Linked DNA regions of Mus musculus: region 2 is linked to region 1. A link is a contact called in public Hi-C data. All regions are on one chromosome and are shown on one strand. Each heading gives the region's core, a stretch centred on a gene start, on an enhancer-like site or on the middle of the called end of the contact. The rest is flanking DNA. Distances are from core to core; before and after follow the strand shown. Region 1 holds the start of Abhd14a (abhydrolase domain containing 14A). Region 2 holds the start of Qars (glutaminyl-tRNA synthetase).

What was found. Hi-C and Micro-C count contacts between places; a contact is called where the count stands out from the background.
Region 2: a Hi-C map of B cells shows a contact between it and region 1, with 5 read pairs. The contact joins the promoter of Qars here to the promoter of Abhd14a in region 1. A contact is called at or near these places in 1 of 39 promoter capture datasets (the 3T3-L1 cell line) and 1 of 484 Hi-C or Micro-C datasets (B cells).

Annotation. Positions count from the first base shown.
Region 1 is chr9:106,445,974-106,451,898 of GRCm38.p6, reverse strand. Abhd14a (abhydrolase domain containing 14A) reads left to right here and starts at 4,221. Exons shown (of 6, transcript NM_001110271.2): 1 at 4,221-4,368. It overlaps Abhd14b (abhydrolase domain containing 14b), which reads right to left and starts at 3,259. Exons shown (of 4, transcript NM_029631.3): 1 at 3,190-3,259; 2 at 1,668-1,895; 3 at 265-506. The coding sequence starts at 1,878.
Region 2 is chr9:108,505,481-108,512,207 of GRCm38.p6, reverse strand. It overlaps Qars (glutaminyl-tRNA synthetase), which reads right to left and starts at 4,203. Exons shown (of 24, transcript NM_133794.2): 1 at 4,009-4,203; 2 at 3,678-3,825; 3 at 3,222-3,331; 4 at 2,984-3,059; 5 at 2,703-2,767; 6 at 2,060-2,113; 7 at 1,860-1,920; 8 at 998-1,069; 9 at 792-877; 10 at 590-676. The coding sequence starts at 4,125.

The DNA of each region.
Region 1 (5,925 bases), core at 2,972-5,471:
TCAGTCTCTTCCTGCCCTCCTGAGGAGGAGAGGCGGTGCTGATGCAGTGGATGGAGACCTTGGTTTGTGGTTTCCCCAGCACACAGTCTTATACAGGGATTGGCGAAACAATCAGCTAAGTCAACCAAAAGGGGTCTCCCCAGAAACCACCCCATTGGTTACCCAGCTCCCAGATGAAGAAGGCCCAGGGATGGACCCCGACTTGCTCCTGAGATACCATCTCAGTCACACACACACACACACACACACACACACACACGGTACCTTCACACTGGCGTAGTCCACAGCATTGATTTTGTCTGTGCAGATAGGAGCCACTGGTACAAAGCCCCGGAGTTGGGACCCGGGGGCCACGAGGAAGGGCAGTGAATACATGCCACTTAATGATGGACTGATCACAACTGGGGGTCCCAGCTCCAAGGTATCCACCACAGCAGCTAGGAAGCTGCCAGGGGCCGGTTCCCCAATAGGGGCAGGGGCTGCTGCTTCCTTGGATCGCCCAAGACCTGCAGGTAGTCGGGCGTAGGAGAGACAACGGCAATGAATGGGAAGGGTCCCTTCCTCCACTCTGTGCCCAGGTTCACGTAACACCCAGTAGTAGACTGAAATTCATTCATGCCCACAGCCCAGTGTTTTTTATCTATGGCGAGAATGAGACAATTCTTTTTATGTTTGTGTTCGTTCTAACAGTGTCCTGAAAAGAATGAAGCTCTGGAGTCTATCAGGGCTGGTCTGAGTCCCAGGTCTCTGTCTACTCTAAAGATGACCACAGGTTAAACCTCTTAGCCCTCCTCAGCTGCAGTTTCCACGTCTGTTTTAAAGGGGTAAGGAATGTGCCCGCCATTTAAAGTTGTATAAATTAACTGTTTAAAAGGCATGGAGCCCCAACTTGACACTGGAGGAGTGTGCTCCTGTAATGGGACCTACCAGTCGCCCCGCCCCTCCCCCCAACAACATTAGTGTAGATCTTCCCCGTGACGCTCAGCCCAACCCACTGTTGGAAGCTAGCCTGGCCAGGCTGGAAATCTGCCCTTGAAACCTGAAACTGTATCAGCTCTAGCCCGTGAGGGGATTAGATCCTGTCAGATAGGCTATGTCTCCAATTCCTCACTCCACGCTGAAAGTGGTGGGGCCCGGTCATTCAGGTTATGCTAAGCAATTTGGAAGCTCTTCCCACCTCCTCCAGGGCCCAGCTCGAGGACTCTGCTTGCAAATAGGAGACCAGGTCCTTAGCTATATCCGCCGTGCTTCCCAAGGCTCTGCAAGACTCCTTGTTAGTGCTGTCATCAGACTGAATATGGTTCTATTCAGGTACTTTGCTTCCCATCAGCTGGGCACCCTCTGCTGCTTGTCATTATATACTAGCTAATACAGTCACACAATGACCTCCTTCCGTGCTCACTAGGGACAGTCACCACCAGCAGGAGTGTGGTACCTACCATTACAGATGAGGGAAGGGAAGTGAGCCCAAAGGCATCTAGACACAGGTCCAGTACCAGGGAAAAGCAGCTGAACCACGTATGGCTCCTTCTAGAGCAGGACTAGTCAAGTTCAGAGGTCTAGCTACCTAACTGCCAAGCTCAGGGAGCTAGATTGGCTAAATCCTTCCAGTCCTCCATCCTCACATTTTTCCCAACCCTGGCCCAGAAGCCCGATCCCAGAAGTACCTGGCAGATCAATGGCCACAGCCCTGTAGCCAGCCTCGGCCAGCCTCTGCAGAGTACCCAGGTTCTGCCAAGTCTCCGAGGAGAAGCGGATACCATGCAGCAGCAGCACAGAGAAGCGGACAGGCTGCCCACTCCCAGGCCGGGTCTCTCTGAAGAAGAGGTTCTGGCCCTGCACCTTGATGGTGCCCTCATGCTGGTCCACACCGGCCATGCCCAGTGGTGATGTGCCTGCAGTTCAAAGCCAGGCTGGTGAGAAATGAAGGAAACCCTGCCTGCGAGCTGCAGGGAGCAGTTAGGTGTCCACCAGGCCTTGAGGATCTGAATTAAGGTCAGGAAAAGCGGGTATTATTTCTGCTGCTCTCACTTGGTTGCTTGGTGTTGGGCTTTAACTGTCTTAACAGCAACATGGCAGAATTACAAATGTCACTCAAGAATTGATGAAAACCTGTTGGGCCGAGCCTGGTGGCTCATGCCTTTAATCCCAGCACTTGGGAGGCAGAGGTAGGCGAATTTCTGAGTTTGAGGCCAGCCTGGTCTACAGAGTGAGTTCCAGGACAGCCAGGGCTACACAGAGAAACCCTGTCTCCAAAAACCAACCAAACAAAAAAGAAAACCTGCTGGGCAGTGGTGGTGCACACCTTTAGTCCCAGTACTGGGAGGCAGAGACGGGTTGACTGATCTCTGAGTTCCAGGCCAGCCTGGTCTATAGAGAGAGTTCTAAGACAGCCAGAATTACATAGAGAAACCCTGTCTTGAGAAGACACCCCCCCACAAAAAAAAAGCAAAAAGTGAAAAAATCTTTCCCAGTTAAGGTATCTGCTGCTAGTAAAAAACTGGTATGTGGGACTATTCAATACTAGCTCATAGCCTGGCAGTGGTGGCACACACCTTTAATCCCAGCATTTGGGTGGCAGAGGCAGGTGAATTTCTGAGTTGGAGGCCAGCCTGGTCTACAGAGTGAGTTCCAGGTCAACCAAGGGTACACAGAGAAACCCTGTCTCGAAAGAAAGAAAAAAAAATAGCTCATAGGCATTAAATGAGGCTATGCATGAGGGGAAAACTTATACATGCCTAGGACATAGTAAGTGCTCAATCAAGGGTAAATACCGCCCTGATTAGCCTCATCTAAACCAGCACTAGCGTACTGTGGGTGAACTAGTAATACAGGCAGGAGATCAAGTTTGTTTGGGACGAAGGCCCTTTTTCCAGAAGCAGAAACACATGCACCGGTCAGCAAGGACTTTGGAGTTCCTGACTGCCAGGGACGCGGGGTGCTCAGCGCGCTAGCCGCTGGAGCCCAACCAGTTGACGCTGCGGTCACCCGCGCTGCCAAGGCTCCCCGGCTCACTGGCCACAGTTCCAGAACCCTGAGTCTGTCTGGAGGAAGCAAGGGAAGGAGGGGTAGCCTGGAGAGGGAAGGAGAGGTGACCTGGAGAGCCGAGATGAGAAGCCTGGGGGCAGGTGGGTTCTGAGTGGAGACGCCAAGAGAGGGAGTCGAGAGTACAGGAAATGTGCGTGGTACCTGGAAATGTGCGTGGTCTTCCGCAGGAGAATGGCGTGTGCTATTGACGGGTGGGGAGAGAAGTAGGAAAGGGGTGGGGACAGGAGGTGGGGACAGGCCTAGGCGTTCCAGGCGCCCTCTCTTGGTCACAAGCTGCCACTAGGCTCGTCTGCACCTTAACCCTTCGTTCTTTGATCAAACTTGTTTTCCCAAGCCCACCTCCACCCCATGTGCACCAAAAACAGGGTTGAAGATCTCGAAACAGTCAGCGAACTGCATCCTCATTGATCTGCTCCACAGATCATTTCCACACAGAAATGGCTTGACTTAACGGGCGAAATATTTCTGGTATCTTTGCTGTTTTCCCCAACCCCCAACCTCCCATCCCATCCCATCCCTCACCCTGAGTCAGGACAGTACATGACGAGTTGTACACCTGTCATAAAGCTGACATGCTACATATCTGAGTGGAAGGCTCCGCCAAAGTTCGGCCAGGTGACATCGGAGTGTGTTCTGAGCCTGTAGAATGAATCCGGTTAATGCCAACTTTGGCGAGGTACCAAATGAGTAGTGAATCTTTTGCACCCTTCCTGGCCTCCCTGCCCCAAAGTCTGGTTGCAACACAGAGGCCTGAACCTGGGACAGACCAGACGTTGATCACAGGTTGCCAACCAAAAATAAATGTCCTGAGCAGACCAGACTTAGAAGACACCTTAAGCTCTGACCCGTCTGGGGAATGGGGCGAGTAAAGAAAATGCTTGGGCAGAAGTCTGGAGCTGCTGCATCATCTGGCATTAACGCTAGGAGAGCTTGGTGCCAAGAACTCTTCTGAGACCTGACCTGTCCTTAAGTTCCATGACATCCTTACACAGCGTGTCTTTCCTAAACCCCATTTTGCAAACAAACCTGCGGAAATTGATGAACCGGGTGACTTTCCACAGGCTCTCAGGCCAATAACAATTCCTAAAATCTGGGCTGAGAGGGGCGGGCCTCGGTGCTTTAGGGCACCGCCCCACGTTCTTCCCTGGTAACCAGGCTTGGCCTGCAGCTGCGTACTGCGCAAGCGCGCCTGGGTGGCTGGACTTTAGCCGTCTGGTTACCAAGGAGGCTGTACCACAGCCGCTAGGCTGTTTGGCAGTTGGTTCCGCCTAGGCCGGGCCCCGCCTCACCGGAGCCTTTCTGGTCACTCCTGTCCACGCGGTGAGTGTCCCCAGAGAAGGAGGCCCTCAGGTTGTCCCCGGATCAGCCATCCTTGTCCCTGCCGCTTGGGGCAGAGTCCTTTGGAAGGCGCAAGCGCGGGGCAACACGTGTACAGTTTTCCTGTGCCCCTGGGCACGCGAGTGTCTGTGTGTTTTGGAAGGTCTGGGTATAAGTGCTTCTCTTCGCATTGGCGGCGGGGGGCTGGGATAGCGGGGGCTGGGGTAGTGTTTTCCGGTCTGCATGCCTGCTTGCATGTCTCTTCTGTGTTTATCTCTGCATCTGACTGTGTGTATTTCCGAAGGTTTGTGTGTGTCCTTCAGTTGGTGCGTTTCTTTCCCCGCCTGCCCCGCAGGTCCTTGTTTGCTAGTAGTTTGTTTTCCCCTAGGTCTTTTTTCTTAAAACATTTATATTGGTGGTGGCACATAAGGAGGTCAAGTCCAGACTTGCTGGAGTCCATTCATCCTTCCACTACTGTGAATTAATTCCAAGGATAAAAGTCAGATCGTCAGGCTTGCAGCAGGTGCCCTTCACCTGTAACTCTTGCCCTTTTAGTATTTCATTTATTTCGGGGGATGTGTATGGAGCTCAAAGGGCAGTTTTGGGAATTGTTTCTTTGCTTTCACCCTATGGGTCCTGAATTTCCAACTTCCATACCTGTGTGTGGGTTGTTTTTTGTTTTTTTTTTTTTTTTCTCCGAGACTGTGTCTATGTGACCCTGGCTGACCTGGAACTGCCTATGTAGACCAAGCTGGCTTCAAATTCATGGAGATCCTCCTGCCTCTGGCTCCTGAGTACTGTGATTAAAGCCATTGAAGCCATGGGCCACCTGCCTGACTTCCATATGGTTTTGAAATCCTATGTGTCCATCCTGATAACAAAAACCTTATTTTGGGTCACAGAATAATGTCCTGTGACAAAATATTTCCTGGGGAGAGAAAACACACATCTACTTATCCCAGATAGGGAGCCCATGACAGTCCACAGTACGGATACCACCAAAGTCCAACTTGGTGAACCAATGATTTTTATTGGGGTTACTTACAGAAATACAGATAAGGGATTACTTATGGGAGCAGAAAGGACTCAAAGACAGCTATGTCACCAAAGCCCGAAACAGGGGTGACAGTTCACAAAACGTGGACACACCGCACAGCCAGCAGGCAGCTCTCCTGGTTGGGGAGTGTCTTTCCCAAGTGCCTCAGCTGGTGTGAACCTATTGTAGGCAGCTCGGCTGGTTTCTGCTTCTTTGGGGAGCTGGCGTGCTCTCGGAGGAGGCTTCTTTGCAGCTTAGCTTTATGTGGTGGGAGAGGGGTTCTCTCTCAGCTTTTGTGGTTTACTCTGGCAGGGAGGGCTCTAGTGAATCTGATCAGTTTCAGGGGAGTTCTTGAAGCTGATTTCTGGCTGTTCACCTCCCTGCTTAAGGAGCTCCTCTGCAGCATGAAATATTTTGACTTTGGAAGAGACTGTTAACGCACCCATGTATGGGATTTATGGGTGTTAGTGTACAAGTGTGACTGCATAAACCAAATGGGTGTGCAAAGAGGCTATGGTACATTT
Region 2 (6,727 bases), core at 2,954-5,453, 2.1 Mb before region 1:
TTTCCCTTTAGATTTATGTGTTTGAGTGTTTTGCCTGCATGCATATGCTTTCACCATGTGTGTGCCCAGTGCCCTCAGAGGGCAAAAGATGATTTCAGAAGAAAACATCCCCGAAAACTGAATAAGCCACCATGTGGGTGATGGGAACTGAACCAAGTTCTCTGCAAGGCCAACAACTGGTCTTAACCAATGAGCCATCTTTTCAGCCACCTAGGAATATTTTTTTAATTAATGTCTTCTATTGATGACTGCCAAAAAATAAATTGAAAAGTTAATATAAGGAATTGAAGAAATGCATCTTCCATGGGGCATAGCGGTGCACCCCTTTAATCCCAGTACCTGGGAAGCAGAGGCATGTGATCGCCACAATTCAAGGCCATCAGGACTCTACAGTGAAACCCTATCTAAAGAACCATTTTAATTTTCCCCATTAACCCAGTATTTCCTGACAATAGCTGTTACATGGAGTTTTTCTCTAGGGCCTCTGTCATCAGCTACAAAAGGCAAGACAGAAATATACCTTTCTGGAATGCAGTCATGGGAGTAGACAGTGATCATATTACTTGCCAGGACCTAGACAAATGCTTACCTTGGCATAACCAAAGTTGAAATTGATGGCTTTGGCGTGTCCAATATGCAGGATTCCATTGGGCTCTGGAGGGAACCGCGTACGTACCTAAGTAAAGGAATGGGATAAAGGGAATGGGACCAAAGCTCAGATCACCTACTGAAATAGATGAGATGAGGCAGCCTAGGCAGTCAAGTGTCTGCCTGGCCACACCCCCACACACCTGTCCCCCAGTGATCTCCAGGTGCTGCTTCAGCAGATCCATGGTATATGGAGTGATCACATAGCCTGGCGTCTTGTAGTTCTCACCTGCCAGGATCAGAATAGAGCTGATGACCAGGAGCAGCTGTCAGGCAAGGATCCTGACTTACAGGTGTGACTGTAATGCTAACCACCAGCACACCCCAGAATTTCGAGTTACCCCCTCACCTGGCTTATGAAACTTAAGTGCCTCCCCCCGGAGCTGCTCCATCAGAGACAGGGTCTGGCCAGCCACTTCACCTGCAGAAGAAATCAAGAACCTTGCCTCATCTTTGTTGTTTTTCTTTTTGATTTTTCTTTTTTTTTTCCTGTCTTTTTAAAAAAAAAGATTTATTTGTCTATTGTATGTAAGTACACTGTAGCTGACTTAAGACACACCAGAAGAGGTCAGCAGATCTCATTATGGATGGTTGTGAGCCACCATGTGGTTGCTGGGATTTGAACTCAGGACCTCTAGAAGAGCAGTCAGTGCTCTTAACCGCTGAGCCATCTCTCCAGCCCATAAGTTATATTTTAATGAGCTATTTTTAACAAAGAAGGCCTGACAATGTGGAACTATCTGTCATATGCATGACTAAGACAACCTAGTATAAAAACAATATTATCTCTTAAATTATTTGTTCCTCTGTGTAGCCCTGGCTATCCTGGAACTCACTCTGTAGACCAGGCTGGCTACAAACCAAAGATCCACCTGCCTCTGCCTCTGCCTCTGCCTCTGCCTCTGCCTCCCAAGTGCTGGGACTAAAGGTGTGGGCCACCACCGCCCGGCCCTTGCCTTCTAGATGAAACTATCATTCCCACTAGGAAAATATCCATGAATATCCTAAAACCAGATCTGAGGTGACCCCTCATCTCCAATTCCCAGTGACAAGAGCTACAGAGCCAAACTTCTCAGGTCTCTATGCAAAGGCAACAGCAGGAATCGCAGTCATGAGAATACGGGAGGGCCCGAGAAGTCTGTATGTAAGGTCCTTCAGATAGAATGCCCAGAAGTCTGCAGCAGAATGTAACAGGAACCTCGGCTTCTCACCTTTCTCCACCACATCTTTTGCTGTCTTCCGGTCTGTTTCTTCCAGCCGTGCCTTTGCCACCTAAGAAAGGCATAGAAATCACATCATTCTTTCTAGGAAAGATCTGCTGATGAAATGGGTTCAGACGATCCCTTCTCCAGCTGTAAGTCTCTCTCGTTCTACTGCACTCCCAGTTATCTTGGGCAATTCCTAGCCTCACCTTGGGCTTCTTCACCAGATCAGCTTCCATCTTGGGCCCCAAAAGGTGAAGCACCTGAGCAGATAGATACAGACAAGGGTGTACTCTCTCAAGAATCTCCTGATGGAGTCCTTCCCCGACAACCAAGGGCTTCCTGGCTTTTCTGCCAGCCAACCTATCCACCCCATCCCGCTGTATCTCATCACATGTTTTGCTGTTTGACATGGGATCTTACTATATATCCTCGGCTGGTCTGGAACTCACTATGAGGGCCAGATTAGTACTCATAGAGATCCACCTGCCTCTGCCCAGCTGGCTTCTTCACATGGTTCTACTGGCCTTGAATGCTTTTTCCTTTCTGAGGACTTATCCTGGGCCCAGAGAACGAGTGCTGCCATTTACAGATAAATAACGTGGGCCCAGCATCACGATAAACAATGTACCTCAGTCATCGTCCTCTTGTGATTCTTTGCCAGATATCAATAAAGGCCACAGCATGCACATGTGAGAGGAGGAAGCAGCTTCCCAAGAAAGGGGGTCACCCTCACTCAGAGACCCAAGTTAAGCGCTACTCCCTCCACACTGGGCTCCACTTTCCCTGTCAGAAGAAGGACAGGGTCTCGTTCCCTTTATCTCCGGAGCATCTTCTTAGGGAGGTGCCCACCTGCATATCCACCTCGTTCTTGATCATTTTGCCGTCTGCCCATCTGAGCGCAGCCCGAGCCTCTCCTAAGAGGATAAACATAAGAAGCTGCAAGGAGGAAAAGGGAGGATTTCTTCCCCTCCTCAAAGAAGGCCCAGCTGACTCAGGACCAGGACCCTGTCAGAACACTAGCACCCTGTCCCTGCTCACACTCCCATCGCCCTTCCCATGAATGCCCAAAATGAAAGGAACAATCAGAATGATGCACTTCCAAGTAACTCCCTGCCCCAGATCCAACTCACCCATTAGCAGCCCCATGTTGAAACGGTACCGTTCCGCTAGGAGCTGCAACTGATGCTTATTTATGGTGGACTCCACCTGCAGAAAGCCAAGCCATATGGTTCATGAACACCTCTTCAGAAGCAGTCAGGAGACCAACAGCCACTCTCACTGTGGGTCTGTGGAGAAAAGCTACACCACTCCTTTGCAGGGGCAGAAGAACTAGGAGGAGATATCTGATGCCTGGAGGAGAGGACTTACAGCTTCCTCAATCTGCTCCGGTGTCACCACCACACCGACGCCACACTCCTGCTCGAAGTCCTTGGTATCAATGGGATCCTGGGGATGACTCCGAACATATTCAAGAGCAGCTGAAAACGGAGGGGCAATTAACTAGACAAGTCAGCTCCAAGAAGTGGGTAGATAGGGCCTTAGTACAGTGAAGAGGTAACTATTTCGGTTACTTAGATGCCTAAGAGGTTAGGCCCTGGCACCACTGAAGAGAAGCACTGAGACCAGAGAAAAGAGAAGCCATGTGTTCTGAAGCAGGCTTCTCATTGTGGTAACTCTGCAATCCACACCAGAGGTCTCTACCTCCATGCCTCAGTGCCTGTCCAGAACCTGCTGTCCAAAAAGCAACACTTGACAGAAAAAGCAAACTCGAGTCTTTGCTAAAGAAGAGATTGAAGGTGGACTAGTAAAACAGACGGGACTCACCGCTCAGCTGGAGTCCCGTGTGAATCTTCTTATTGGCTATATAGCTCACAAGGAAAGAACGACGCCGAGTATCCCTGAGTCGGGAGACCAAGTCATATAGGAGGACCCCAGTAGCCTTGTCGATGGTAGAACCCAGAATCTGGTGTGCCTGGAGTCAGGGGGCCGGGGGAAAAAAGATCCATTCCCAGTGAGTTAGGATGAATCACTTTAAAGTGTCTTCCTCTTCCCACAAGGCAAGAGCAGGACACCCGGAGCAAATCAAGATCTGGACCCAGTCCCACGTTGCTCTGGAGCACAGCAAGCAGCTAAGGCCAGGGAACAGGGCTCGCACCTGGGTCGCCGCCTCGCGCAGCTGAGTGCTCAGAGCCTCGTTCTTGAGCGTCTCGCGGGCCTTGTTCTCGCTAAGGCCAAGGCCGGTGAACAGCGCTAGCGAATCTGGAGTAGCCATAGCAGGCACACCGGAAACCAAAAGAAACTTTGGGCCTCATCTGAACAGCGACCTTTGCTCATTGACCAATAGGAGTACGAAGCCTTGAAGAGAACCAATGGTGGCCTTCCTCGGTGAAAGGGGCGGGGCCAGCCAGGTAGTCAACGCCATTTATGAGTCAGAGAGCGAGCGGACTGGCTTTTCCAGGCAGTTAGCTTCCGCCTTCCCGGTTCTAGGCAGTTGACAGGGTTGGGTCCGTGCGACTTTAAAAAAATTGCCATGGGCGTGGAAAGGGAAAGTGTTTAGCAACAAAGCTGCAGGTAGACTCAGGCGTGGCCTCTCCCCCCTCAGCCCAAGGAACCCGACACTATCCTCTTGTCGGAGAGCAAAAGTTCCGGCCGCGTTTTTCAACGTCACAGCTTTGGGGTTGTCATGGCAACATAAATGAATTCCCTGAATTTCCTGGTCCACATCACTGCAGAAAATATATAGAATGACCTACCTAGGGACCACATAAACCTGGTACTTTTTAAGTGCGTACTGGGACACAGCAAGGAGAAGCGAAAGAAAGGCCAGAAGGGACTTCATAGGAAGGTCTATGATTTCTTTAAAATCTTATGCAAACAAGGTGCATCAACATGCCACAGGAAGCACTGATTGGACCAACTGGGTACCCAAGACAAACCTGTTGAGGTTTCTTGGGCGAGTAAGAGGCAGGTGTTCTGGAGTGGGAGAGACTTGGTATACTCCTTTAATTCCAGAGACAGAAACAGGGGAATTCTCTGCAAGTTCAAGGCCATCTGGGTCACATAGTGAGACTATGTCTCGAAAAATAAGAAAACAAAAAGATGCATTGTTCACATATATGAAATTGTCAAGGAGTAGATAAAAAATATCCTGGGAGCTTGGAGAGATGGCTCAGCATTTAAGAAGAGCACTCCGGCAGGGCGGTGATGGCTCACTCCTTTAATCCCAGCACTCAGGAGGCAGAGGCCTGAGTTCGAGGCCAGCCTGGACTAAAAAGTGAGTTCCAGGACAGCCAGGGCTATACAGAGAAACCGTGTCTCAAAAAAACAAAGAAGAGCACTCGTAGGCGGATCTCTGAGTTTCAGGTCAGCCTGGTCTACAGAGTGAGTTCCAGGACAGCCAGGACTACACAGAGAAACCCTGTCTTGTAACAACCAAAATAAATAAATAAAGAAGAAGAAGAGCACTGCCTATTCTTCCAGAGAACCTGGGTTCAATTCCTAGCACCCACAAAGTGGTTAAAATATATGTATTGTCTGTTGCAGGGGATCCAGTGCCCTCCTCAGGTCTCCACAAACAGGGTTCTAGGTCCTTAGATCACACATAGTGGCAGGAGAGAACTGACTCAGAATATTGCACACACACACAGTTTTATATTTCTAAATTGAATTAATAGCACTTTGTGGTCTTGGAAAACATCAGGGTTTAGTTCCCAGCATCCACATGATGGCTCTCAACAAACTCTAACTCCAGTTCCAGGAGATCTAATGCCCTCTTTTGGCCCCCTGTGGCACCATACATGTGATTGATACTCATATAAATACAAATACCCATACAATAAGATAATATGGCATGCGTGTTGGCATAGGCCTTTAATCCCTGTGCTCAGGCTAAGGTAGTCAACCTCTGTGAGTTCATGGGCAGCCTGCTCCCCCTAATAAGAACTGTAAAGTCTAGTGCCACTCTTAGCCATTTCAGAGCTGCCAAATATCACACACACAGGCAAACAACCCACAAGCAAATCCCTCCATGGGACTTCTAAGGTAGGGACAGTGTGAAACAGAGGGTAATCCTGATAATAGCTGTAGTGCGCCGGGCAGTGGTGGCACACAACTTTAATCCCAGCGCTTGAGAGGCAGAGGCAGGTGGATCTCTGTGAGTTTGAGGCCAGCCAGGGCTACACAGAGAAATCCTGTCTCAAAAAATAAAAAATAAAAATAGGGCCGGGCATGGTGGCGCTCGCCTTTAATCGCAAACTTGGGAGGCGAGGGCAGGCTGATTTCTTAGTTCAAGGCCAGCCTGATCTACAAAGTGAGTTCCAGGACAGCCAGGGCTACACAGAGAAACCCTGTCTCAAAAAAAAAAAAAAATTTAAAAAGTAAATAAAAATAAAATAGCTGCAGTGTGCTGGGTGTAGTGACACACCCCTTTAATCCCAGCACTCGGGAGGCAGAGGCAGGTGGATTTCTGAGTTCGAGGCCAGCCTGGTCTACAAAGTGAGTTCCAGGACAGCCAGGGCTATACAGAAAAACCCTGTCAAAAAAAACAAACAAACGGGCTGGTGAGATGGCTCAGTGGGTAAGAGCACCCGAATGCTCTTCCGAAGGTCCAGAGTTCAAATCCCAGCAACCACATGGTGGCTCACAACCATCCTTAACGAGCTCTGACTCCCTCTTCTGGAGTGTCTGAAGACAGCTACAATGTACTTACATATAATAAATAAATAAATCTTTAAAAAAAAATAGCTGCAGTGCCTGTCTAACTTTAAAGATTTCCTGGCAAGGTGGCTGGGCGTGGTGGCACACGCCTTTAATCCCAGCACTCAGGAGACAGACGCAGGTGGATTTCTGAGTTCAAGGCCAGCCTGGTCTACAAA